Regions from separate parts of the Mus musculus genome. Here region 2 is linked to region 1. A link is a contact called in public Hi-C data. All regions are on one chromosome and are shown on one strand. Each heading gives the region's core, a stretch centred on a gene start, on an enhancer-like site or on the middle of the called end of the contact. The rest is flanking DNA. Distances are from core to core; before and after follow the strand shown.

What was found. A called contact is a pair of places that touch in the nucleus more often than the background predicts.
Region 2: a Hi-C map of cerebral cortex shows a contact between it and region 1, with 2.6 times the contacts expected there. The contact joins two enhancer-like sites. A contact is called at or near these places in 5 of 39 promoter capture datasets (embryonic stem cells, liver, stem cell-derived epiblast-like cells and 1 more) and 1 of 484 Hi-C or Micro-C datasets (cerebral cortex).

The regions. Positions count from the first base shown.
Region 1 is chr1:90,902,294-90,908,356 of GRCm38.p6, forward strand. Gm35381 (a long non-coding RNA gene) reads right to left here. Exons shown (of 6, transcript XR_387263.3): 2 at 1,441-1,945; 3 at 1,046-1,234; 4 at 575-776. Among named protein-coding and RNA genes, the nearest start is that of Gm35381, 3.8 kb to the right of the region's middle. Within about 2 kb of position 1,983, at least 41 of the 459 cell types and tissues checked have an H3K27ac peak or open chromatin away from gene starts, as enhancers often do. A contact at or near this core is called in cerebral cortex, where this site is marked.
Region 2 is chr1:91,207,161-91,213,493 of GRCm38.p6, forward strand. All of the region lies in intron 2 of Ramp1 (receptor (calcitonin) activity modifying protein 1), which reads left to right. Among named protein-coding and RNA genes, the nearest start is that of Ramp1, 31 kb to the left of the region's middle. Within about 2 kb of position 2,826, at least 78 of the 459 cell types and tissues checked have an H3K27ac peak or open chromatin away from gene starts, as enhancers often do. A contact at or near this core is called in cerebral cortex, where this site is marked.

The sequences.
Region 1 (6,063 bases), core at 733-3,232:
AGGAGGAGAATGCACTCAGTCTTTGAGGCTGTAGGCATAGAGTGTTTGGTTTTGTGTCATAGGAAGCTTTTCAAAGCAACCCAAGTGCTTAGCTTTGCAGCTGCTACTGCGGAGAACATGCAGAATAGGACCCTGCTTCTAAGGAAACCATGTCAAAGTTGTAAGCAAATAGATTGGTCCCTCAGATAAGGCAAATGTCAAAATGAATCATGGGTTAGCCTGTCCCAACGGAAACAGCTGTGAGATAGCCAGAGCTCTCGAGGTAAGTGGCTGAGTCTAGCATTCCAAGTCCAGATGTCTCCAGAAACCAGTGGGGAGCAGCAGTGGTGGCTGCAGGACAATGTGGAGGGCACTGTGAGCTAGGTCATGGTCACCCAACCACAGCAAGGAAGTCACAACGCCCTAAGCCTGTCGGACATGTGTATGTTACGAAGCTTTTCTCCCCTCCTCCTCCCCTTCTTCTCTCTCCCTCCCTCAATCCTCCCCACCTCCACCCCTTGCCACCTACCTCTCTCCAGGGTCTCATTATGTCCCCAGACTGTCCCTAAACTTTTGGGCTCAACAGCCCTCCTACCTCAGCCAACCAAGTAGCTGGGCATGCCCAGGGTCAGATGTTTTAAACTTGAGAGGCTCACTCGGGAGTTGTAAGACAGGATAAGCCACAGACGGTAGATCGTGAAGGGAAGCCTGCCAGGGGCACAAGCCTCCATCCCCACCAAGATGGCAGCCTGGGCAGGATGCTGTAGATGGGGGTCCCATCATCTTGATGGCTGACTCTGCATGGATAAAGAGGAGGCTGTTTGGTTGTGTTCTGGGAAGAAGTAAGGCAGGCAGAATCTTGCCTGTGTCTTTCACTAAAGATGAGCATTCCAGTTAAAGGTTTGGGGCTCCCCTCTCCCCCGTTTTGAGATGTTTCTCATGTCCAAGCATAGAGCAGAGTGAAGAGAGCCATGGAGAAACACCTCCTGTCCTCCTCTGGTTTCAGTGTGGACATTGCACATTGCCATCTCTATCCAGGACTACCTCTGGACTGTGTGCCACTAACCTTATGCAGAATCCTGGGAGGTTCTAGTGTATTAGCAGGATGAGAAACTGGGAGGCGTCCTGATCACTGGGATTCACTTAGATTCACATCTGGGCTTCCCTTCCCATGCTTGGCAGTGACGGATAACTGTTCCCAAACCATTGTCTTCTAACTTCTGGGTGGCTCAGTCACACAGGCACTAGAGAAGGTCTGGGGAAGACCAGTGAAGAAGACTCTGTCTGACTCTCTTTCTCTCTCTCCCTCCCTCCCTCTCTCTCCCTCCCTCCCTCCCTCTCTCTCCCTTTCCCTCCCCCCCTGCCTCTTGTGCATGTGTATTATCTGTCTGTCCTTCCCTCCTCTCTCCCCTCCCCTCCTCCACTTTGGATACCACCTCCTTCCACACCACATGGAAATACCTCTGCATCTTGGGCCTCCAGCTGACCTGCTGGGTCATGTTTTATTGTTCCATTCAGACCTTGGCTACAAAGAGTATCTAATGGGCAGATGGTTTTGGTCTTTGGGGAGGCACAGCAGAGGCAGATAACGCTGGCAGAGATTGCAGTGGGCAAAGCCCACAAGAGAAGAAAAAAGCTGGTATAGAGAGAGAAGGCTTCTGATGGCATGGAGCCTGGCCCTGGAGAGAGAGTCTCAGCCCATGATGCTATGTGAGCTAAGCAAGCAGTCCTGCGGAGGAGTGCACTGGGCAGAAGCACCAGACTCTGTCTGCTCTGTCTGGTCCCAGAGTTTCCAGAGAAGTATGGAGTTGCCTGCAGAAAGGGCTAAGGCTCACACACCACAAAAGATGCTGAGGGTGCTGAAGCAGAGGCTGCCAGCCAACTCCCGCCTCCAGCTTTCCAGCATGTTCCTTTGGAAGAAAGATCTAAGTGGTGTTCCGCCATATCCGCCTCAGCAGACTCATCCCTGGGGGGAAGAAAGAGCTTAAGTCACACACATCTTGCTTCCATCCTGAAGGAACTTCGTGTGAGTAAGAAATGAACAAGAGGGGGGGGTGGGAGCTCACCCCAGGACACTGATGTATATAATTCCAGTGCCAGAAGTCTCTTGGCTGTGGAAGTTTTTAAATAGCTGATGAGCCGCACGAGACCACAGCGGATGGGATTGTTAGGGCCCAGCTGGGATGAGTTAAATTATCTACACAGGACAGAGAAATACTTGAAGCAATAAATCTCCAGCAGTTGTCCATGGAACATGGGAAAGTTTCCTATAAAATTACCATCAGTTACCTGTTCCAGCACTGAGCCAAAACCTCCCACTTGGATTTTGGATAAACTATTCTTCCCACGTAGATATTATTCACATACAGCAAGATGCACTGCTTGAAATGTCTAGCTCAGTGAATCCCGACCCTCTTGTATGTGAGTCTAGTGAATATGTTAAAACACATAGCCACCACCTCAGCAAGAGGCAAGGCACTTCCTTCAACCTAGGAGATGCTTGCAATTCTGTGGCAGCCATTCTTGACCCTGAGCCCAGGCAGCCATGTATCTAAGCTGTAAGCCTGTAAGACTCAGGTTCACAGAACCATCCTCTATAGCGCTTTGTGTCTCCTTCACATGGGACAATGTAGGTGGCGCTCACAAAGCTGCTCTGCAAGCCCGCAGTTTACTCTTTCTATTGCAACATAGGCTCCATGATAAGCATGCGTGACAGCGTGCTTCCCTACTTACTTGTAGACCATCTCTTGCTGGGTTTCCACAGACATTTTGTGCACAAGCTCATTTCTCTCAGAACCCCCCTACATTTTAACTTTCTTACATTGTAACATTTTTTTTTTTTTTTTTTACTTTGAGGTAATTGTCAACTCACATGTGGTAAATAGCAGAAATCAATGCACTTTTGGCTTAGGTTCTCTAATCTTACATAATACACAGCTCTGTGTGTGTGTTGTGTGTGTGTATGTGTGTGTGTAAGAGAGAGAGACTAGGTATATGTGTCAGTGTCTGAGTATCTGTGTGCGTGTGTGTGTGTGTGTGTGTGTGTGTGTGTGTGAGAGAGAGAGAGAGAGAGAGAGAGAGAGAGAGAGACTGGGTATATGTGTCCATGTCTGAGTATCTGTGTGCGTGTGTGTGTGTGTGTGTGTGTGTGTGTGTGTGTGTGAGAGAGAGAGAGAGAGAGAGAGAGAGAGACTGGGTATCTTATGCATCAGTCTCTGAGTATCTGTGTGCATCTACGTGTGTGCATGTGGGGGGGGTGGAGGGGGGGTGTTTCTGTACCTGTGTGTTTGTGTGCGTGTGTGCATGCACACACATGTTGAGTTCTTAGTGGTTTTTACTGCAGGTACAATTCATGTGAACGCCACCTGAGTCAAGACCCAGATCACAAAGATCCTTCAAGGAGCCATATTGCCACAGCACCTCCATTCTTTCCCGTTCGTAGCACAGGCAGCTCTACAAACCTCCCTGTCATGGTTGGGGTTACTATTGCTATGCAGAAACACCTTGACCAAAGGCAATTTGGGAGGAAAGGATTGATTTTGCTCACAGTTCCATATAAAACAGCTCTTTATCAAAAGGAGTGAGGGCAGGAACTCACACAGGGTTGGAACCTGGATTCAGGATCTAATGCAGGCCGTAGGGGTCGGGGCTGCTTACAGGGTTGCTCCTTAGAGCTTGCTCAGTCTGCTTTCCTATAGAATCCAGGGATGGAATCAGCAACAATGGGCTGGGCCCTCCCCCAATCAATCACTAATTAAGAAATTGCCTCACAAGCTTGCCTACCACCCAGATCTTCTGGGGGCCATTTTCCTAATTGGAGTTCCCTTCTCTCAGATGACTTCAGCTTGTGTCAAGTTGACATAAAGCACCAGGACACTCGGTAAATGTTTCACTCCCTGAAGGGAACCATGACCCATGGATCTATCCTGCCATAGCACTTCATATTGATTCCTGTGGCCCTAACCCCTAACATTGTAACCTGCTCATTTATAAAAAGGCAACACTTTTGAAAATGAAGCCCAAGTTAGAATCAAGAAGGTAGCAACAGCTGAACCCAGCCATGATGGAAGACAACAGGGATGGGACATTGAATCTTTGAGAGAAACAGAGATCTTAGTGGGATTCCCACCTACCACAGGATGCAAAGGTGGGGCTATCATCACAGGGGCTGGACACCTGGCTCCATGGGTGGAAGTTTCACTAGCAGACATTAATTGCTACTAGGTCCCTTGGGCCCTTAGAGCCCACGCAGTAACCCAAACTAGCCAGAAGAGGGCACCAGATGCCTGAAGCAACCATCCATCCTGCTCAGGGAGACTTGTCAGTTAAGCCCTGCACCAGGGAAACCTGTAGGCAGGGACCACTAAGGCTGTTGGCCCTGAAGCCCTGGCTCTCTCCACCTCCTTCCTCTAGGGGTAATCAGGAATCTGGTGAGGTAAAGGGCGTGTTTGGTTGCAGGGTAGAAAACAGAAGTGAAGGATGGTTGAAATACGTATCCCAGATGAGGATGCCTGTTGCCTGGACCAGGAAAGGAAAGGGCATCTCAAAAGGCAGAGTCCAAGGGACTTCTGGTGTCTGAAGGAGTTCAGGTGGCTCCGTCCGAGAGACTAGCTCAGCATCACTAAATCAATGGCCTCCAGCCACTCAGAGACCTCAGTAGCCTGGTGGCCTTTAAGGAGATACTGTGAAGCAAAATGACACAAAAGTCTTGCTTGCCTCAGACTGCCCCACCATGCACTGCCCAGGGCCCTTTTGTAACGTCACCACCTCCCTGAACCTCAGGCCCTCCTCTGTCATCACAGTATATCGGAAGCACCACTTGCCCACAGGCCAGCTGTAGAGACTGGCTCGGGTCACAGAAAGGATGCCTCCTGCAGAGCCTCATATAGTCTAAGGCTTATAGCATTCCCATGTCATCCGAAGCCAGTGTTAAGCATCATGAGCAGGGGAGCAGCTCTCAGCTGGGGCTGCAAAACAGAATGGGCTTGGCATGATGCCCAGGTGGCTGGCACCCCCCTCCCACACTCTCTAGACCATCTCCCAAAGTTCAAGGTCCCTTTTCCACTGCTAAAGGGGAGGCCTTTCTCCTAGGATTAATAACTGCCCGGGTGCACAGATATGCTACCCAGAACTCACCTGACTTAGGAGTGACAGCAGAAGCTGGGGGCTCTTTTGACTTACTCAACAGCCATTGCTGAGGCCAGACATGGACGCTGAGAGTGTAACTGTAACTGCATGGTGCTGGGGGTGCACTGAAAATCCCCTTAGTCTCAACCTCTTCCTCCAAAATGCTAAGAGCCCACGCAGCCTGTGGCATAGGTGCCCTAGAATAGAGTTGACAGCTGCTCACACCATTGCTATGCTCTGGAGCACAAGGCTGGGTCCTCGCAGCCCTAACAAGCCAGGCTCTGCCATTGCTCACCAATTGGCTGTTTATCGAGACACTTAATAATGTAAGGCATAAAAGAAGATTCACTCCGGGTGACCACACTGGGAGGGATGGAGAGATCAAGAAGTTTAGTGGCCCCTGAAAGTCCAGCCTGAGGTGCTGGCATGAGATGCAGGTTTAAGCGGAGAGCTAGAAACGCACATAACTAAGCAGCCTCCATCAAGGTGGGCCATCGTCCTCTGGGCTCCAGTCTCCTGGAAGGTGTTCTGAGTTCAAACTGAAATCTCTTCCTGGGAGACAAGCTCCTCCTCTGGCTGGCACTGGGGTCCTAGCCTTTTGCTTTACTAAGTATGAGATTCCCAAGAAAACTTGTTATTTTGTATGGATTTTGTTTTAATAGTCTGATGGAGCAGCTCGAATGTCTCTCTCGAGAATAGCCATCACCCTGCCAGGACAGTTAAACTGCCAGTTGCTACCTAATTAGGACATGTGACATCCCCAAAGGCCCAAGAAATCCAAGGCCAGAGTTCTCCTGAAGTCAGAAACTTCTGTGTACTCTCCTCTACTCTCTTCTGTCTCCCTGGCAGTACCAACACCACCATCCTCGGCCTCTCTTCTCACTGGGCTCAGCCAGTGAGGACCCCAAAGGACTTCATGGGTGAACAAAGCCATGATAGATGTAGATGCACTGTGTC
Region 2 (6,333 bases), core at 1,576-4,075, 310 kb after region 1:
TTACAAGTGTCTTATTATTTTTTTTAACACCCTCATTCCCTTCGGTACAGATTCTAAAAATTCAATCTATTATTAGAAATAAGCTGTGCGTTTAAGACATTCACAGAATTCAGATTGCCTAAGGTGCTTCCTGCCACCTTCACGTGACAGCTTGACAGGGTAACAAGTTTGCATGTTCCCTGAAGTTCCACTCCCTGGGTTCCATTGTTTTTGGTGTCAATGTTAGGTGAGAAGATGGAGCAATTACAGCTGATTGACTGGCTGGTTGATGGATATGTGGCTGGAAGTCTGACTTTCAGCTTAAAGTGTTGATGAAACCTTATGATGGTGGCTTCCCTTCAACTATGTGGACATCAGCCTGTGTAGCAACTCTTAGGTCTGGTCTTTGAAGGATGGATAGTGTCCTCACACTGTCAGTCATGGACTCTGCAAATCTAACACCTTCTTCCACCTCTTGCTCTTTGCAAGGACTGTGTCCCACCCATCCTTTGACCACATTTACACCCTTTTTTACTCCTGGCCGCTACACCCTCTCTCTGGCTGCATTCTTCTAGAAGGTCTGTTTTTACTTCTGGCCTTTCACTTTGTAAAAAACATTTCCTGGTTGGATGTTGCAATGACTGTCAGCTGACACCATGGTGCCAAGAGCTAACCTTTGCCACTCCCTAGGTCTGAGGATAATTTCCCTCAGCAGACCAGAGTGCTACCATTGCTGTCACATGGAACCAGGCCTGGCCACCTGGAGCACTGACACAGTGGAAGTTCTGCCTGGCCTTTATGACTCCACGATCCAAGGGGTGGCAGCATTTCAAAAGACTCCTTCCTGAGACACAGCCAAGTGGAAGGTGCAAGCAGAGCCTGGTGCCTGCATCGAGGCCAATTGTGGATAAAGAACATGGATGGGCACCTGAGTCCCCTTCTGCAGCTGGCCCTGGGTGGGAGTAAACCCCCCAAGCCAGATGAGTCTGAGGCTCTGTAGGTTTTGGTATATAGCAGCTCTTCTATGACCCAGGCTTACAACCAGGATGGTTTTGAATAAAGGAGATATTCCTTGAAGCTGTTGGCTTCTCCCTTCCAGTGGGGACAGTAGCTGCCACACCGTGCCTAACATGTTCAAAGACTGAACAGACCTTTGCAGGAGCTGAGGTCCCAGTGTGGCATGGCTATTATCCCCTTTGGAGAGGGTATCCGTTGACAAGTTAGTTAAGGGTCTAAGTATTTGAGAGAAGGCTTTAAGACAAGTGATTGACTCTGCTCAGTAGTTATTTGCTGGGAATGTGACAGGCACGAGGCCAGTGGTGCTGACCACCAAGGACTAAGCAGGACAGGGCCTTCTTTGCCCTCCTAGAGCTGTATCCCCTTAAAGGAACCCATGTTCTTCCTTGGGGTCTAACCCAATAGCAGGTAGGAATGGACATCACTCCTAACCAGCATCCAGCATGCCACCAGCCTCCTGCCTGGAACAATGTCAAGACAGGAAGTTAAAGTACACAGAGAAGCCATGGCCACTGTCCCTTCTTCAGGGAGCTTCAACTTCAAGTCCCTTCCTATTTCTCTCAGGCATAACTTCCTCCCTGTCTCATGTCCCAGATTTCAACCAGAGTCAAGGACAGTCCCTCCATCCATCCAGTTAGTAAGGCTTCCTGCAGTGACAGCGAGCACCGGGAGGTTCCTGCCTCAATGCTTCCCATTCTCGCTATAGATCGACAACTCTTGATGCACATCCTGTCCCATGTCCTTCACACTGGTCTGGCATCTTACACACCTGACAATGGTCGCTTCTTACATCTGTGGTGGCCAATTCGGTGCCAAGTCCTGGGACAAATGATCTCACCTGCTGGCATGTCTCAGTGACCCTCGAATTAGCAAGAGGCAGAAGGCTGCGTCACAAGTAGCATTCAGGGGCATTCCCAGGAAGCAGGGATCCTCAGTGGAGGTTGTCAGTACAAGCTGCTGGCAACCACCTGGACCCACTTAAAGCTGCAAATATGGAGGCTTTGTGAACAGTAACTTGCTATTGCAAAGTCGCATTGAGAGTGGACACTACAGGAGTAGAATGTTCCAGATCCTTCCCTTCTCTAGTCCCTTGAAAGAGGTTGGGCTAGGACAGGAGGGCCATATGTGGTACAGTGAGTTGGTAACCTGTGTGATGAGTTGTCCCATGCAGGGGTACAGCAGGGAGGACAGCTCAAGGACACATTCAGGAAGCCCGGCAGATAGGCCCTGTAAGTCTGCTGGCTGCTATTAGAGTCACAGTTTCTTGGGAAGAAAGGGATGGGGAGAGGCAAGCTTTGGATAGCTGCCTGGAAGCTGGGGTGGAGGGTAGACTGGAGGAGACAGCCCCCTCCTTCCAGCTACCATTGCGTGCTTTGTAAGGACAACAGCAACCCTGGATGGCAGCATCCAAATATAGCATCCCGGCTGTCACGCCTAATCCCAGGCTTGGACAAAGGCATGTCCCCAAGAGTGTGGGAGCTGTTGGGCCTTACCCTGTCTGCGTATACCCTACCCTCACTAAGCTGGAGTCAAGGTCAGCGTCTCTTGGCTACACAGAGGGTCCCCATGAGAGGGTCCCTGGAGATCTCTGGTAGATCACACTCAATCCACATGTTCCCTGTGCCTCAGTAGTCAGCCACTGTGCCCTGTGTCCTCAGCCCCCAGGGCTGGGCTCACTGACATAGAACAAGCCCCCGTCCAGACCCTGATGCCAGCACTAGCAAAAAATTCTGTGACTTTGCCTCGGATGCTTGCTGAATGTTAACACTGCCTCATCTCAAAGCCCCAGGAGCTGGTGCCTGACCAGGCCTGTTCTCAGAAGTGGCATTGTGCCCACCCTCCTGGTGGGGCCTCTCCGTGGGGAGCTGGCTTGGCAGCGATGGGTTGCATCTGTGCCAGAGCCAGCTGCATGTGGGGCCAGTGATGGATTTAGAAACTTCTCTTCCTCCCGGCCTGGCAGAGGTGCCCAGACTTCTCTCTGGCCCGGAACCTGAAGAGTGGGAATGGTGGAGAAAGGAGGACAGAGGGACACGGTGCCAGGACAGAGGAGACTTCTCAGGAGAGAGAGGAAGGAGCTGCAGGGATGGGAGATGAAAAGTCTTCTGGCTCATCCAGCTCTGCACTCGCCCTCTGTGATCTCTCTATAGGATTCCTCACCAAGTACCCTGGTCTGTGGAGGGAACACATATGCCCACTGTCACAAGGCTAGCCCACTGTGATAGCAGGGTACCATGGTTTCCTGCCCTCTGAAAAGCAAGCAAGCCTTCAGCCATCTTAGGCTTATCATGCGTGCACAAGCCAGCCATAAGAGACTGTAACCTAAAGCCTCATTTCATATGCCTTTAGTTAACATGAGATGTCTATGGATTCCAAGTGGTGGGGACTTGGCCTGACCTGTCTTGGTCTCAGTAGCCCCCCTGGATCCTGACATCTGCCTTGTTCCACATTCCCCCATTGCCATGGAACCTGCTTCTCTGCAGGCTGGTCTTAGCTATGGAAGTCTGAGAGGTCATCAAGGTTCAGGAGAGGAGCAAATATTTAAGCTACGACCAGCCATTAGCCAGAGGAGCCCCAGGCCTGGGTTTGGGCTGGAGTGTGTGGCATTATTGTACCCCACTCTCCTACAAGCTCGGTCTCAATCCCCAGAAATGTTAAGAACAAATTGCAGGCTCTCTGGACTGTAGCAGTCCCCTTGGCTGGGCATTTCTCTCTCTGGGAGCAGTGGAGGCTGTCCTGGGCTCTGCTCGGTGGCACTCCCTCTTAGCTCTGGGACCATTATCCCAGATGGCCATGTAGGAGTGGGGATTCCATCACAGCTCAGCAGTCATGCAGATGACATCACTTGTGGAGATGGATAACAGCAAACTCTGTTAACCGAGCAAGACCAGGGCCCTGTGAAGAAGAGGGATACCCTTCTCCAAGCAATGTGGCCCACAGATGTGTCAAACTACCCCTCTGAGAAACACATTCCCGATGTCTCCTCACCTCCACCCCCCACCCTCAGATCTTCCTTCTCCTGGGATCAAAGAGAGAGTCCCAGCTCTGACTGTACAGGGTGTGGGCTGCATTTCCCATAGGTTGGTGAGTTGAGGACTCACCACTGCAGACCAGGTGCTCACACAGAAACCAGGCTTCCCCAGGGATCCTCTGCCTAGGTCTGAAGGCTGTAGTGAGTGGTGCCCTCTGGTGGGCACTGGAATCTCAGCTGCCATTTTTATCATTGTTCTCTGGGCCTCTGAGTGCTTGCATGCATTGGGCATCCACAATGCAGCAGGGAGTCTCCTTCTTGCCACCCAGATCCTCCCAGAATTCCTTCTCCCATCTTTGTTCCAATTTTTGGCTTTGAGAAGAGAGAAGAGATGCCCAGTGGTGGTCAGCGAGTGTCGTGTGTGCACACGAGTGAGGGAAGTGACTTGAGACTGCAGAGGTACTATACCAGGCCTGTAGTGCTGTCGCTGGTTGCTGACCCCAGGGTCTTGGCAACCTCACCCGTGCTGCCATGTCTTGAACAACACCCTTGTACTGCCTGGGAAATGGCTTTGCTCCAAAGTCAGGAGCTCTGGACAACATCATCTTAAAATACTCATTTGCCAGCCACATGGTTAATGGAAGTCGCAGGCTGGCAGAGCATAGAGACTTCTTAACACTCAGCTCCCCTCTGCATGGCACAGCACAGCCAGGGATCACTTGTGGAGTGTCCTTCTTTTCCCTCCCCCCACTGCACATCCCACACCACTCCGTGCGACTATCAGAGAGACACAGCTGGCTCAGATCCCACTGGCGCTGCCCACGCTTCCCTAGCCTAGGAAAGTGTCAAAGTGCTTTAGTCCAACAACTAGCAAGGCTCCCTCATACATCTCCCAGAACCCAGGGAAAGGTGCCCTGGTGTCTGCTGCCTCCTACAGCACTGGGCATCTCCCTGGCTTGTCTGAATACCACCAATAAGCTGGGTGGGCTGCTTTTTCCTGCGCTGGAGTGGAGACCTTCTGTGCAGACTGACTGCCCGGGTAGCCCTAGCTGTTCACTCAATGTCTGACTGTGCTGGACTGAGCAAGACTTTCTGCAGTCCAGGCAGCAGCCTCTGCCCATGGCAGAAAGTCCCTGCCATCTGTTTTGGGGATCTTGAGTTCTGCCACCAAAGGCAGCAATCACTGCCCTGAAGGCCCCTTCCTGGCTGATGGGATGGTTTCAGGCCCCACAAGGAATGGAAGCATGTGCTTGCTGAGGGAAAGGGCCTCTTCATGAGAGAGGAGGTTTCAGAACTAGCTGTGTGCTAGGATGGTGTACATGCCCAGGAGGGAGGATTGTGAGTTTGATGCCAGCCTGGACTACATAATAAGACTCTGTCTCAGAATAATGATAAGTAGGGGAAGAAGGAGGAGGAGGGAAAGAAGTGACTTTTTATCAAAAGCTTTTCAATATCAAATGGTATTTTCTCCCTTGACAGGTTGAAGTGTGGTTTTATGACAGACTTTAATGTGTTCTGTACAGCTAGATGAAGCTTGTGGGCACTTTGCGGAGGCCTTCTGTGCCTCTCCTTCCTACCTACCTTCCTTCTCTTTCTCTCTTTCTCTCTTTCTCTCTTTCTTTCTTTCTTTCTTTCTTTCTTTCTTTCTTTCTTTCTTTCTTTCTTTCTTCCTTCCTTCCTTTCCTTTCCTTTCCTCTCTCTTTCTCTCTCTCTCTCTCTCTCTCTCTCTCTCTTTCTTTCTTAGGCAAGGTCTCATAAAGAAGACTGACTTGCAGAGATATATTTGCCCTGTATCTGGACGCTGGGATTAAAGGCGTGCAGCCCTATGCACAGGGCACTGTATATTATTTACATGTTAATTTGCTGCTCTAACTTACTTACTGGTTTTATAGTTGATGTTTTTGCTCTTGCTCTCTCTCTCTCTCTCTCTCTCTCTTTCTCTCTCTCTCTCTCTTTCTCTCCCTAGATTAGGCTCTTAAGAATCATGCCTGTTCCCCCACCCACCCCACCCCCTGTATAAGCCCTGGCTGTCCTGGACCTGTGTAGAACAGGGTGGCCTCCAGGTGGTGGGACTAAAGTCATGAACCACTTTATTTGGTGGGAGGGAAAGGAACGAGGACCCAGAAAACGGGTAGAGGTAGACAGAGAGGGAGCAGAGCCATGAGGGCAGAGAAGGAGGGGACAGAGAGGACAGAGAGGACAGAAAGAGAAGCTGGCTGGAAACCTGTGAGAACAGAGAGGGATCGAGAGAAAGAAGGGAGAAAGAGCTTTTGAATTTTCCTATCCATGTTATTGTATTTAATGTATCAGTAAGTTCCTTTTTATTGGTTTTAAACACACACACACCCCTCCCACAGTGCGGGAATGCT